2 separate regions of the Gossypium hirsutum genome follow, and region 2 is linked to region 1. Evidence: chromatin contacts called from public Hi-C data. All regions are on one chromosome and are shown on one strand. Each heading gives the region's core, a stretch centred on a gene start, on an enhancer-like site or on the middle of the called end of the contact. The rest is flanking DNA. Distances are from core to core; before and after follow the strand shown.

Region 1 (6,089 bases), core at 2,364-4,863:
CCATCTCATTTCTATCCCCAAATTATGTCATCCTCCGACGATACCCTTCCGCACCCACAGGCGGAGTGCTCATCCCCGCCCCCAAACCAAACCCAAATCCAACTCCCCCTACTCATCCATCAGCTCTCCTTCAACCAAGACAACACCTGCTTTTCCGCTGTCACCGATCGTGGTTTCTTTGTATTCAACACCGAACCTTACCGTCCTCTTATCTGCCGTGACTTTGAGTCTGGTCTCTCCCTTCTCTCTATGCTTTTTCGCTTCGAAGTCTTTGTCCTTGTGGGCTCCTCCTACTCTCCCTCTCCTTCTGCGGCGGCCACCAACACCAAAGCTCTCCTTTGGGACGACCATGCTTCACGTTGCATCGGTGAGCTCTCATTTCGTTCCCCAATTCGCTCTATCCGTCTCCGCCGTGATACCATCGTGGTCATTCTCTTGCACAAAATCTACCTTTACAACTTTTCGGATTTAAAACTCTTACACCAGCTGGAAACGACTTCAAATCCGAAAGGTTTGTGCGAGGTTTCACAGATTTCCGGACCTATGCTGTTGGTATGTCCAGGCTTGCAAAAGGGAAGCGTCAGAGTAGAGAATTATGGGAGTAAAAAATGTAAATTCATAAATGCTCATAGTTCCAATATCACGTGTTTGGCTTTGACTCACGATGGCAGAGTCTTGGCTACTGCTAGTAGTAAAGGAACTCTAATCAGATGTTTTAATACTTTGGATGGGACCTTGATTCAGGAGGTAAATTAATATTGTTGATCTTTAACTTACTTGATCTTTATACCATGATTAGTCAAGTTTAAAGTACAGGTGAAATGTGATGTTATTAGTAGAATATGTGAAATTTAATGTTATTTAACTCTGTAAAAAAGCGCCGCTTAAACTCTAGTACATGTAGCATATAGTTTTGATTGTCGGAGATTGGTATCATTTTAGAGATTAAAGGGCTCGCAGAGGTCAGTTATTGCTTTTATAACAGAGTGAGCGTAGAGGTTAAAGGAAGTTCTTGGTTTTATAAGAGAGAGTTTTGGAAATATTGCTTGAATTTTGAGTGTAATTTGTATGGAATGGGTCCTTTTTTATAGGGTTGAGAGTAACTTGTATGGAATGTGTCAGAGTTTTGAAAATATTGCTTGAATACGGCTTATTTTTGAGAGTAACTTGTACGGAATGGGTCTGGATACAGGGTGAAAGGGGATCCGTGATTGATTGTAGGGATAGTATGTTCTGTTTTGGATCTCGTAAATTTGGCTAGACTATGCATTTGGAGTGGATGCCTTGTCATTCTGATGACTTTGGTTTCTTGGTGGCAACTAGTAATGATATTTTTGTTTTGAGCTGTTGGCTAGTATACTTTTTGCAATCTATTCATTTAAGTAAAAACCTTGGTGCAGGTAAGGAGGGGGGCAGATCGAGCGGAGATATACTGCCTTGCTTTCTCTCCTACTGTGCAGTGGCTTGCGGTCTCGAGTGACAAAGGAACTGTTCATGTCTTTAGCCTCAAGGCTGATTCAGTAGTTTTGGGGGATGATAGGTCAACTAGTGCATTGGAATCACCTCTTTCTAATCAATCAGCTTTATCATCCCTTTCTATTTTGAAAGGTACAAGCCCTCGGATTTCCTACTTCTCCTTATTGTTGTAAAAGTTGTTTGTTCTATGAAACACTAAACCAGAGATTGATCTGATTTTGAGCTTTTGCTTTGTTTTTGGGTTTGGTTAAGTATATATCTACACCGAAACAAAGGGACTATTGACTAACTTTATGTGACTGCCAATTGCTGTCTTTTATCTGTCAAGCTCATTTGATATTTTGAAATTTTTGTAGGTGTTTTGCCAAAATATTTCAGCTCAGAGTGGTCGGTGGCTCAATTCCGGCTGCCTGAAGGTCCCCGGTGCATTGTTGCTTTTGGACAACAAAAGAACACTATCATGATTATTGGCATGGATGGAAGGTAACTGAAAATATCTGAGTTCATATGAGTGTCCAATACTTGTTTAATTCCTTGTGTTGTTAATGCAGCTTCCGTCGGTGCCAGTTTGACCCGGTGAACGGTGGACAGATGACTCAAATGGAAGAACACAATTTCTTAAAGCAAGAAGAACATTTTCCAAGTTGGAATGAAGATTCATAGTCAAACATGACGAGTTTAATCTGTAAATAACAGATATAAGGTGGGGGTGTGTATATATATACATACATATGTTAATGTAAATGGGAGATATATAGCTTTTAGATCTGAGGCTTTTTAACTGCACTTTCCATAAGGTTAAGAAATAAGTATTTGTTTGCTTCTTTTTTTATTTTTTTATGCTCTTACTAACATATTGAACATTGTCCTAAACTGTTCATATTTTCCATGCTACTTTTTATCTTAACTCTGATGAAATGAATAAGTGATGAGTGAATTAAATGATTATATTGAAAAGAATAGCAAAATTAGAAAAGATTGAATTTGTTGAAAACATTGAACAATTGAAATTTGATTTTGGTAGGCAATATTTAGGAGCTTGCCGCAACCACTTCAAATGATTATATTGATGTTAGTTTTAGTTTTGGTAATGAATCTTTGTCCAAAGCAAACAGAATCAAAATTTGCATTGATTTTTTTTTAATTTTCATCTCAACCCAAATAAGCCGATTTACATTCTCAATCATATCAGGAATCACCAATCCACCTTAAGGTCCACCAGCTGCTGCTATTCCGAATCCTACCCCTGCTCCACCAATGGTATTGTCGTTAGGACTGTATCCATGGCTCGGACCATGGGGGGTCTGTTGGTAACCATATTGCGGATATGATCCCCCAGGCGGTGGAGGATAAGGATAAGCATGTGGCGGTGGATCTAATCGCTTAGGGTTTTGAGTTGAAAGCTAAAGAAAACAATGAAAGAAGAGAATGAAGTTTTAAGACAAGGGTTGAGAATCTAAATAACTAATTTTTCGTAATAATTCCGTCTAAAAATTCTGCTTGCGCAATATTCACTAAAGCGATCATAATTTGAACTTCTCAACTCGAGATTGAGTGATTTAAAATAAATTTTGAAATTAAGATTTAGATTTTTAAACCCTATAAAAACATATAAATCTAAAAATGCTTGGATCTTTTTCAAAAGGTCATCGTAAGTCAACTATTTTTCTAACTTTAAAAATTAACAGCTTCGATTAATAAAATTTAATAAATTTCATACATCCGTGCATAATTTTATTTATAGTTGAGCTTCCTATAATCTAATAATACAATTTAAAATACATCAGCAACTGAGATAAAAGATAATCTAGAACTTGAGATTCTAAAGGATGTATGAGATATTTTAAAATTATAAATATTTATACTGATAAAATACAAATTACAGAAATATTTATATATTCACTTGACACTTTAATATAGGTTGGTAGATGGAATAATGGATGATGATGAAAATGTGGTTTTGAAGCGGGCTCCTTTGCGCGCGATACAACAAAAGCTCACCCTCGACACAACTAAAACCACTACAAATGTCTGAAATTACCAAAATTTTCAAACTGTTATTAAAGTATGTATTTATTAAAAGGTAAAAATAATAAATAATAAATAATAAATAAAGCGCCAACAGCCAAACATAATTTTATATGGTTTCTTTTTTTACATCTAGTAACAAAGAAAAACATTAATTCTGGAGTTTTAAACTTGGCATAAATGTTATTCGTATTTAAATCTCAGATCAAAGAAAAAGGGAAAAAATGGCGACTATGGCGAGGGCAAACTCTGGCCCAGCATACCCGGAACGATTCTATGCGGCCGCTTCCTACGCTGGCTTCGATGGATCTCCCAATTCCAACACCAAAGACATTGCCTCCAGGTTCTCTAACGACGTCGCTTTGATCCTCTACGCCTTATACCAGCAGGTCATTTCTCTCTCTCTCTCTCTCTCTCTCTGGATCCTCCCAGCCTTCTCATTGCTAAATCGATTTGCTTTTCTCTAAGGACTCCATCTAGATTGCTTTTGTAAATGATTTCACTTTTGGAGTATTTCAAGTCCAATTTTCAGAGATCTAGTTTCTCACTCGAATTGAAGACAATCCGGATGTTGATCTCTTGAATTATCGAATGAGTGTGTTTATTTATTGTTTGAGATGGGATGCTCATTTTTTTTTAACATTACTGATTTTGTGCATTATCATGTTAATTATGTTATTTACAGGCTACTGTAGGTCCTTGTAATGTTCCAAAGCCTAGTTCATGGAGTCCCGTCGAACATAGCAAATGGAAAAGGTCTGCGAGCTCATTTGCTTCTGGGTGTAGTTTTATTTATTTGTTTTTGGTGCCTGTTGTTGGGGTTAATTAGGGCTGTAAAATGATAGAGTTCAATGAACAGTTCAGTTTCTATTTGTTTATCAAGCTAAATAAATGAACATAAACAATATCTTGAGGCTTGTTTTTTAATAGAACCAAACACAAATAAAGCTTGTTCATCTCTTTTATGTTCATGAACAAGCTTATTCCTGTTCGTTTAAAGCCTGTTTAATAAATCATGTGTACCTCGTTTAAAAATAGTTTATTGTTTGATTATATAGTTAATAATAATATTATTGTTTGTATAAATTTTTTTATTGATTCATTATTGGTATTTATATTTGATTATTTTATATCTAAAAAATAAGATATATGTTTATTTATTGTTTGTTTGTTGTTTGTTTGTTCATTATTCAGTAACTTTGTTTGTGAACATGCTCAAGTATATGTTCATGAACATGTTCATTTAATGTTCGCAAACATGATTGTTTAATGTTCACAAACAAGTTCATTTAACTTAAACGAATGAACACACATAATTTAAACAAACAAACAAACAACATGAACACGATTCAGAAATTATTAATGAACATAAACTGAACTGAACAAGGTTAAAAATAAACAAAAAACTTGAATAGAGTTCTTTCTGTTCATGCTTGGTTCATTTACAGCCCTAGGTTTAAATTCGTATATATATATTTGTTTACATTTGGCTACTTTAGTTTGATATGGTTATGCTTAGGGTGGTAGTGTTTTGGTCGATTTGCTTAAAAGTGGTGTCGATGATTAATGATAATGATCCTGATTCAGAGAGATGTCATGGACATAGGTCAAATATGTCTGCCTGTTACATATTTGGATTGAATGTCTTTTAGTTGCTTCAGTATTTGGTGATGTTGCATCTCCGTTCTGCGTAATTTATATTGCTCAAGTTCTTGTTGAAAAAATGAAGAAATACTTTTGTGTTACTCTGTATTATCTGATTTAGATTGGCCTAATTTTCTGATTGACTTATAAGCATGCTTTATATGTGTGTAAGTAACACAAGGATTTAGATGGTTGAAAGCAATTTTCATACGTCAGGTGAATGTCATCCATGCTATTCATTTTTTTTCCACCTTTTGATAATTGTTCTTCTCATAAAGCCTTCCATTATTGTTACAGCTGGCAGCAGCTTGGAAACATGGTTTCTACAGAAGCTATGCGTCTCTTTGTGAAAATATTGGAGGTATAACTTTATCTGGATTTTGTGTATGTATATGGACCATTTTAGTTTGGTAACCTATTTTTTACATTGTCCTTGTTCTTTAATTCTTGCCAGGAAGAAGAACCAGGATGGTATTCAAGGGCTTCTAACTCTGTTTCCGAGCCTGTTATAGATGTACAAATGAATGTGAGTATGCTGTTATTTTCACAGTTTTGGTTGTGTAATTTTATAATTTCCCTTGGTCTGTTATTTCACAGTTTTGTCGGGTGACTTTGCCGTCTCAAGGGCATGTAACTCTGTTTCATAGCTTTTTCTCAACTTTGAAGAAGTTTGTTTCCACATGATTTTTCTTTTATGCTTAAAATTTGAATGAGAGAAGCCAAGTTGCTTTACGGTTATTCTGATAGGTTTGTTGTTCTCTGTACTCACTTGTACCTTCTTAACTTGTTTGCATGTTCATAGCATAATTCAAATGTTGAGCCTATCATTGAGAACACAAATTCTTTCGTTGAGACAAAGATAATTTCTGCTGAAAATGGAGGTCTGATGGAAACTGAGGACAAAGATGTTGTATCAGAGGGCCTTGGTTCGATTGTTGTAT
Region 2 (5,976 bases), core at 770-3,269, 260 kb before region 1:
AAGTATTATGATCTTCTAGGTGTCTCAGACCAAGGTCTCCATGAGCTTTCGGTTGACATACTGAATCCCAACTCACCAAGACTATTTTAGTGTTGCCATTAGTGGAACCCCAAACAAATTTCTGCACTATATTTTCGATCTCATCACACAACCCTGTAGGGATCATCATTGTCTGCATGAAGTAACTTGGGATCGACAGAAGGATAGATTGAGCTAAGGTCACCCTACCTACCAAGGAAAGTTGCCTAGCGTCCCAGCTAGACAGCTTGTTGCGCACCTTATCTACCACAAAATGTAAAGTATAATTTGTAACCCTCTCGTAGAATAGGGGAACACCTAAGTAAAGCCCCAAATTACTCACTTCCTGAAAACCAAAAAAGTTGTTGATATTTCGCCTTACGTTGCCATTGATGCCTTTGGAGAAAAAAAATATTTGTCTTCCTCTTATTAATCCTATGACCAGAGTAACTACAAAAATCATCAAGAATATTCTTAATGATCAGAACCTGATGTTCCTCAGCATGACCAAAGAGAATCAAATTATCCGCGAAGAAAATATGAGAAAGTGGTGGACCATTGCGAACCAGGCGAATGGGGGACCGATTGCCAACACCTATGGCAGCCTGAATACTATGACTCAGCCATTCCTTACACAAAATGAATAAATACGGTGATAAAGGACAACCTTGACGAACACCTCTGGTTGGTTGAAATTTCGTAGTTGGAACCCCGTTCCACAACACCTGCATAGTAGAACTGAAAATTACAAACATAATAACATTACGTAAAAAATTAGGAATACCTGTAGCTTGGAGCGACGAGTCAATGAAATCCCAGCGCACTCGACCATAGGCATTTTCCAGGTCTATTTTGATGGTCATCCACCTCCTATTTTTTTGTAAGCTTCTCATAGAGTGGATAACCTCTTGAGCAATTACAATATCATCAGTGATGTTTTGTCCTGCTAAGAAACCAGTCTGTTCAGGAGCAATAAGCTTGGGGAAAACCACTTTAAAACGGTTAGCAATAATCTTCATAATCAGTTTATAAAGAACAGAACACAAATTGATTGGCCGAAACTAGGCAAAGCCTTCCGGATTATGGGTCTTAGGAATAAGAACAATAAGCGAATTATTTAATTCTGAATCAATACTCTTACCAGCAAAAATACCTTTAACCCAACTAAAAACGGAGGTGTCAACATGATCCCACTGGCTTTGGTAGAAAAGGACGTGAAAACCATCACTTATTGGAGCTTTCAAAGGAGCCATGTCAAACGAAGCGGTTTTGATTTCCTCATCAAAAACTGGCCTATTAAGGAGGTTAAAATCTTCATCACGAAGAGGTGGGGAAAGCGTTCAAGGGTAAGCCTCTCACAGGACTGGGGTGTTCGCCATATAAAGCTTTAAAGAAATTGACCGCTTCAGTCTTTAGCTGCTCCTCATCCATGATCCATTCCCCCAAATCATTTTTTAAAGTGGTGATTTGATCCTGCTTCCTTCTTCTCAGAGTTCGAGTATGAAAAAATTTAGTGTTGCAATCCCTCAAGGTTAGCTAGACGCATCGAGCTTTCTGTCGCCAAAGAATCTCTTCATGATACAATACATTTTCCAAATCTTCTCTAACCTCTGACTCAACTTGACTAAGAAAAGCCGAGTTTCTTCTGCTGTGCTCGATCTTAATGTTGTGAAGTTTCTTTGTCAGAAACCTCTTTCAGGTAGGAATGTGACCATACACAACTTTGTTCCATCTTTTGACTTGATCAGTAAACTCAGAATGAACCGTCGACATGTTAGATGAAACCTTCCAATTCTCTTTAACAAAATCCGAGAACGCAGGATGTTCAACCCAACCTGCTAGAAATCTAAACGGACGCCCTTGAGAGGAATGAATAGCTGGCATCAAAGAAAACTCAAGGGGTCTATGGTCCGATTTAAGTCGTGGTAAATGGGTCACCAAAGAATTAGGAAAAAGAGTGAACCAAGCATTGTTGCAGATAGCCCTATCCAGACGCTCCATAATCCCCCATCACTGCCAAGTGAATTGCGGTCCACTAAAGCCTAAGTCTTGCAACAAGGCGGAGCCCAAAAGTTCACCCAAAAAAGGACATCTTTTTCCTAGAGTCCGGCCCCCTCTCTTTTCAAAAGGAGAAAGAATAGCATTAAAGTCACCAATCGCCATCCATGGAGACCCATCCACAGGAATAGTTCTCTGTAAAGTCTCTCACAAAAGTCTCCGTTTACTATAATTCGAGCTGGCATACACGAAAGTGACCAAAAGAGGCTGCCTAGAAGAGGTACCAGAAATTCTGACTAACACAAATTGCGAATGGTTTTTAAGAACCTCCACACAAATGGATTCTTTCCAACCAATCCAAATACCACTTGAAAAGCCCACTGCCTTGACACGATGTGAGTAATGAAACCCGAGCTTCATAATAATTGAATCAGCTTTTCCCTCACTGACCATTGTTTCGATAAGACTGATCAAATCAGGTTTATGTTCCTGATTGTATTCATGAAAAACCCAAGTAAACTTCGAACTAGCACAACCCTAATAATTCCAAGAAAAAATAGTAAAATTCATAAATAATAAATTAAAAGTAAGAGGACTAACCTTTCAAAGGCCAATGGAAGCTTTATCTCCTTTCTCGTTGGTACTAACCATGTCAGTAAGGGTCTCTACTTGCTCACCAATAAGTTTTGCCATGGAATTCATATCATCAATGAGTGAGACACGCGAATTTCTAGCAATTTTAAAACGTCTCCCCCGTCGTCGAATTGTCTTATTTAGCACTCTACCACTACGCCCACTTACTTTTTTATTATCAAGTCCATGTCCTTTTGAAGGAGCTGACAAGATACTAGAGTCAGTTGGTCTATTATTTAACTCAGTAACTACGGTCTTGTGATCTGAATTTCCTTTAAAAATAACGGCCGAATGTCTTTCGGGATCTAACACGTTAAAATATAAAATCACCTCTGACTCCATAGGTCATTCGAAAATGGGATTAAAGTGCAGGGAGAAGTTTTTATTTTTTGAAATCGGTGTGGGACCCGACTACACAATATGGTCTAAGTGTCTTGAATCATTTAAAATCAGCTTGCCTGTCAAAATGGGTTGTGACCCGTCCGTATTGGAGCTAATATTATTTTCTAAAATTAAATCCCCATGCGTCTGACCTTGTCCAGCTTTTCCTTGTTCAACTTCCAAATGGACTAACCCACTAGCTTTATCCTTAAGCCCAATAAATCAGTTATGGCCCACTATTTCCTTACCTTTATTTCCTTCAGCCCGATGCCCATAATTTCCCTCAGGCTTGTTTTCTTTTAATTTCTTGATAAAATCTCCTTGTTTAAAGGCAACCTCCTTCAACCCCAAAATTTTAGCCCCCGAATTATCAGCCCTTGATTTCCTAGCCCCCAAATCTGCCAATTGATTATTTTCAGTGAATAACGCCGTGAATCTTGATCCATCGGGATTTCCTTCCGTAACTTTTGTGTGATGATTTGGCTTTCTGGCTTGGTTGCGCCTAGATTTACGCTGGACTACCATCCACGGGCCAAAGGCCTCAGCCATCGTCACCGAATCTGCATCTTTGTCCACCGTCACAGGAGCGTCTTCCTTCTCCCCTTGCATGCTCCGTTCTGCCAAAAAAAAAGGACAAGAATTTTTTAAATGGCCATATTTACCACAATGAAAATATACCGTGGGAAAAGCTTCAAATTCCACTCTTTGGATTCACCCGTTGATCGAGACTTGTGAGGTAAGTGGCTTTTTCAAATCAACCGACACCGCCATTCTAGAAAATTGGCCTCTTGCACCACTATCCGTCTTGAAGTCTAGCTTCATCACTTTTCCACCAAGCTCCCTATCTCCTCTAATATCATTTTCTTATACAGGAAACCCAGCAATCCTGAAAAACGGATCCAGGTGGTAACCACGCTAGGAAAAGGTTTCAGTGGATCAAACTCGATTGTCCATGGCTGAACGGTTAGATAGTGTCCAAACACTATCCAAGGGCCTTGAGTCAGAGCCAGATCATAGTCAACTCTGCTTTAGAATCTGACAAGGTAATATCCGTTCTCGATGTCCATCAGTCGAAAAGGTTGGGAGGGTTTCCAAAGGCTAGAAATACAATTGTGTAACACCCCGTAACCTATGTTCCTTCCCAACAACTTGACCACGACGGTAGTCTCCATATCCCTAATCAAAATATTCTTTAAGCGCTCCGAGAAGTTAATGGCAGGGATTCCATTAATAGAGGATCGAAGAATGTCACTATCTTCAATTATGAGGTCTCCATCAGAGGCACCATCACCAGATTCAAAACCATTCCTTCCCAGAAGCATCTCTTTCCAAGAAACTTCTTTCACTGGAGTCGTGTCGACCACCATGTTATCCATTGAATCCTCTCCCACCACTTTAAATCTGACTTTTTTGGTGTTGCGTTCCTCCTCAGTGAAAGTACCGATATCAGTCCGACCGTCGGATGGAACGTTGAAAACGGATGCCTCTTTCATGGAAACCCTTAGTCTTATATTTTATGCTAATTTGATTTTTGAATAATTTAATCCTTCGGTTTCATTCCTAAACTTTTTTCTGTTATTATTTTAATATTTTTAGTGTATTTGATGTATTATATTTTTTAAATTTACTTTTATACAAAAAAAAATTAATATAGGCGGGCTGAGTTTGAGTTTAGTATTTTTTATCTAAGCTGAGTTTGAGCAAAATTTTAAGACTATTTTCAACTCGGAAAATGAGCTTAAAATTTTGCATTAACTCAACCCGACCCATGATTAGGTCTAACAGACACTAGAGCAATAGAGCCCATGCTAAACCTAGTAGCTACTAGACAAACGTTAGGGATTCAAGGCTAAAGAAGATAACAAAAAGAAACGGAACAAGGCTAAGAAAGAAACAAAAATAAGACGTTAAACGAAATAGAAATGGAGTCACTTATAGAGGAAAAAAAAAGGCTCTAGTAAGAGAAAAATTTTCCTCATTTGCTTTTGGTTAAGAGTTTTGAATGCTTAATAATGGTTTGTTAATGGAGATGAAAAAGATTCTTGGATGAAACCAGACAAAGAAAATGACTTTTTTTGTTAGTATAAATATTGGTTAAATTATTTTTTAATCCTTTAAAGATTGCACATAAAGATAATGATATGGCAAAATTGCCATGCGTCATCATTTCACTGGTCAAACTGCGACATCATGCCAAATAGGTAGTGCATTAGAACAAAGCCTAAATTACACGGGGGATTCATGCCAAATCCCAATTAAGGAACAATCTCTTCAACAAGGATTGAAGTAAAACTTAAGAGCAACAGGCTAAAATGAAAACAAGGATGCTACAATTCTTTCTATCAAGTAACAATAGGGTACACAATGGGTAAGTCTGATACACAAGAAACACTAGCAAGCCATTATTCTGAGTATACAAGCATCCACCAACAACCACACTGTTTCTTTCGTGGTACAAGCATGGTTATTGATTGTGAGATTCTGAATCCAAACAGTGCTGTTAGCAACTATGGTTGGATCTCAAGCTCCTCTTCGGAAGAATCAACAAATAAAAATCTGATAATCAGGCTGTGAATCTCCAACGTTCAGATAGTTTACATCAACCACAACATTACCCAGATCATCTGCCCCAAACCATGATATTATACTAAGTCATTGCATACAAAGTTAAGCCGAAAAAGCATACATACACTTAACTACACAAATAAAACTAGTATCAAAGCAAATGTAATCAAACCTTCATATATGGTCCTCACAACATTGACATACTCAGGTATGAGATCCCTATATACAATTCCTCCAGGATGAGCATCCAGGACAAGCAGGACTCCTGATATCATTATCATAACCAAGCTAATTATATTGGATCCTCTTATTTTAAAACAGAGAAACAATAGTAACTCAGTACGAGCTGAAACAGATTGGTTCCTGCGATTTTATTTAGAA

What was found. A called contact is a pair of places that touch in the nucleus more often than the background predicts.
Region 2: a contact with region 1 is called in a Hi-C map of leaf, with 1.8 times the contacts expected there. The contact joins the promoter of LOC107894501 here to the promoter of LOC107893626 in region 1. A contact is called at or near these places in 2 of 34 Hi-C or Micro-C datasets (both in leaf).

What each region holds. Positions count from the first base shown.
Region 1 is chrA13:76,863,752-76,869,840 of Gossypium_hirsutum_v2.1, reverse strand. LOC107893626 (acyl-CoA-binding domain-containing protein 4) reads left to right here and starts at 3,613. Exons shown (of 18, transcript XM_016818665.2): 1 at 3,613-3,893; 2 at 4,190-4,260; 3 at 5,446-5,509; 4 at 5,603-5,674; 5 at 5,951-6,089. The coding sequence starts at 3,729. It overlaps LOC107893628 (autophagy-related protein 18a), which reads left to right. Exons shown (of 4, transcript XM_016818667.2): 1 at 1-747; 2 at 1,401-1,608; 3 at 1,833-1,959; 4 at 2,028-2,308. The coding sequence starts at 25. The coding sequence ends at 2,139.
Region 2 is chrA13:77,125,462-77,131,437 of Gossypium_hirsutum_v2.1, reverse strand. It overlaps LOC107894501, which reads right to left and starts at 2,019. Exons shown (of 5, transcript XM_016819770.1): 1 at 1,736-2,019; 2 at 1,122-1,311; 3 at 843-1,031; 4 at 507-743; 5 at 1-364. The coding sequence starts at 2,019. LOC121212416 (a long non-coding RNA gene) reads left to right here and starts at 2,649. Exons shown (of 2, transcript XR_005907541.1): 1 at 2,649-3,766; 2 at 3,903-4,595. It overlaps LOC107893633, which reads right to left. Exons shown (of 7, transcript XM_016818673.2): 6 at 5,768-5,860; 7 at 5,219-5,654. The coding sequence ends at 5,572.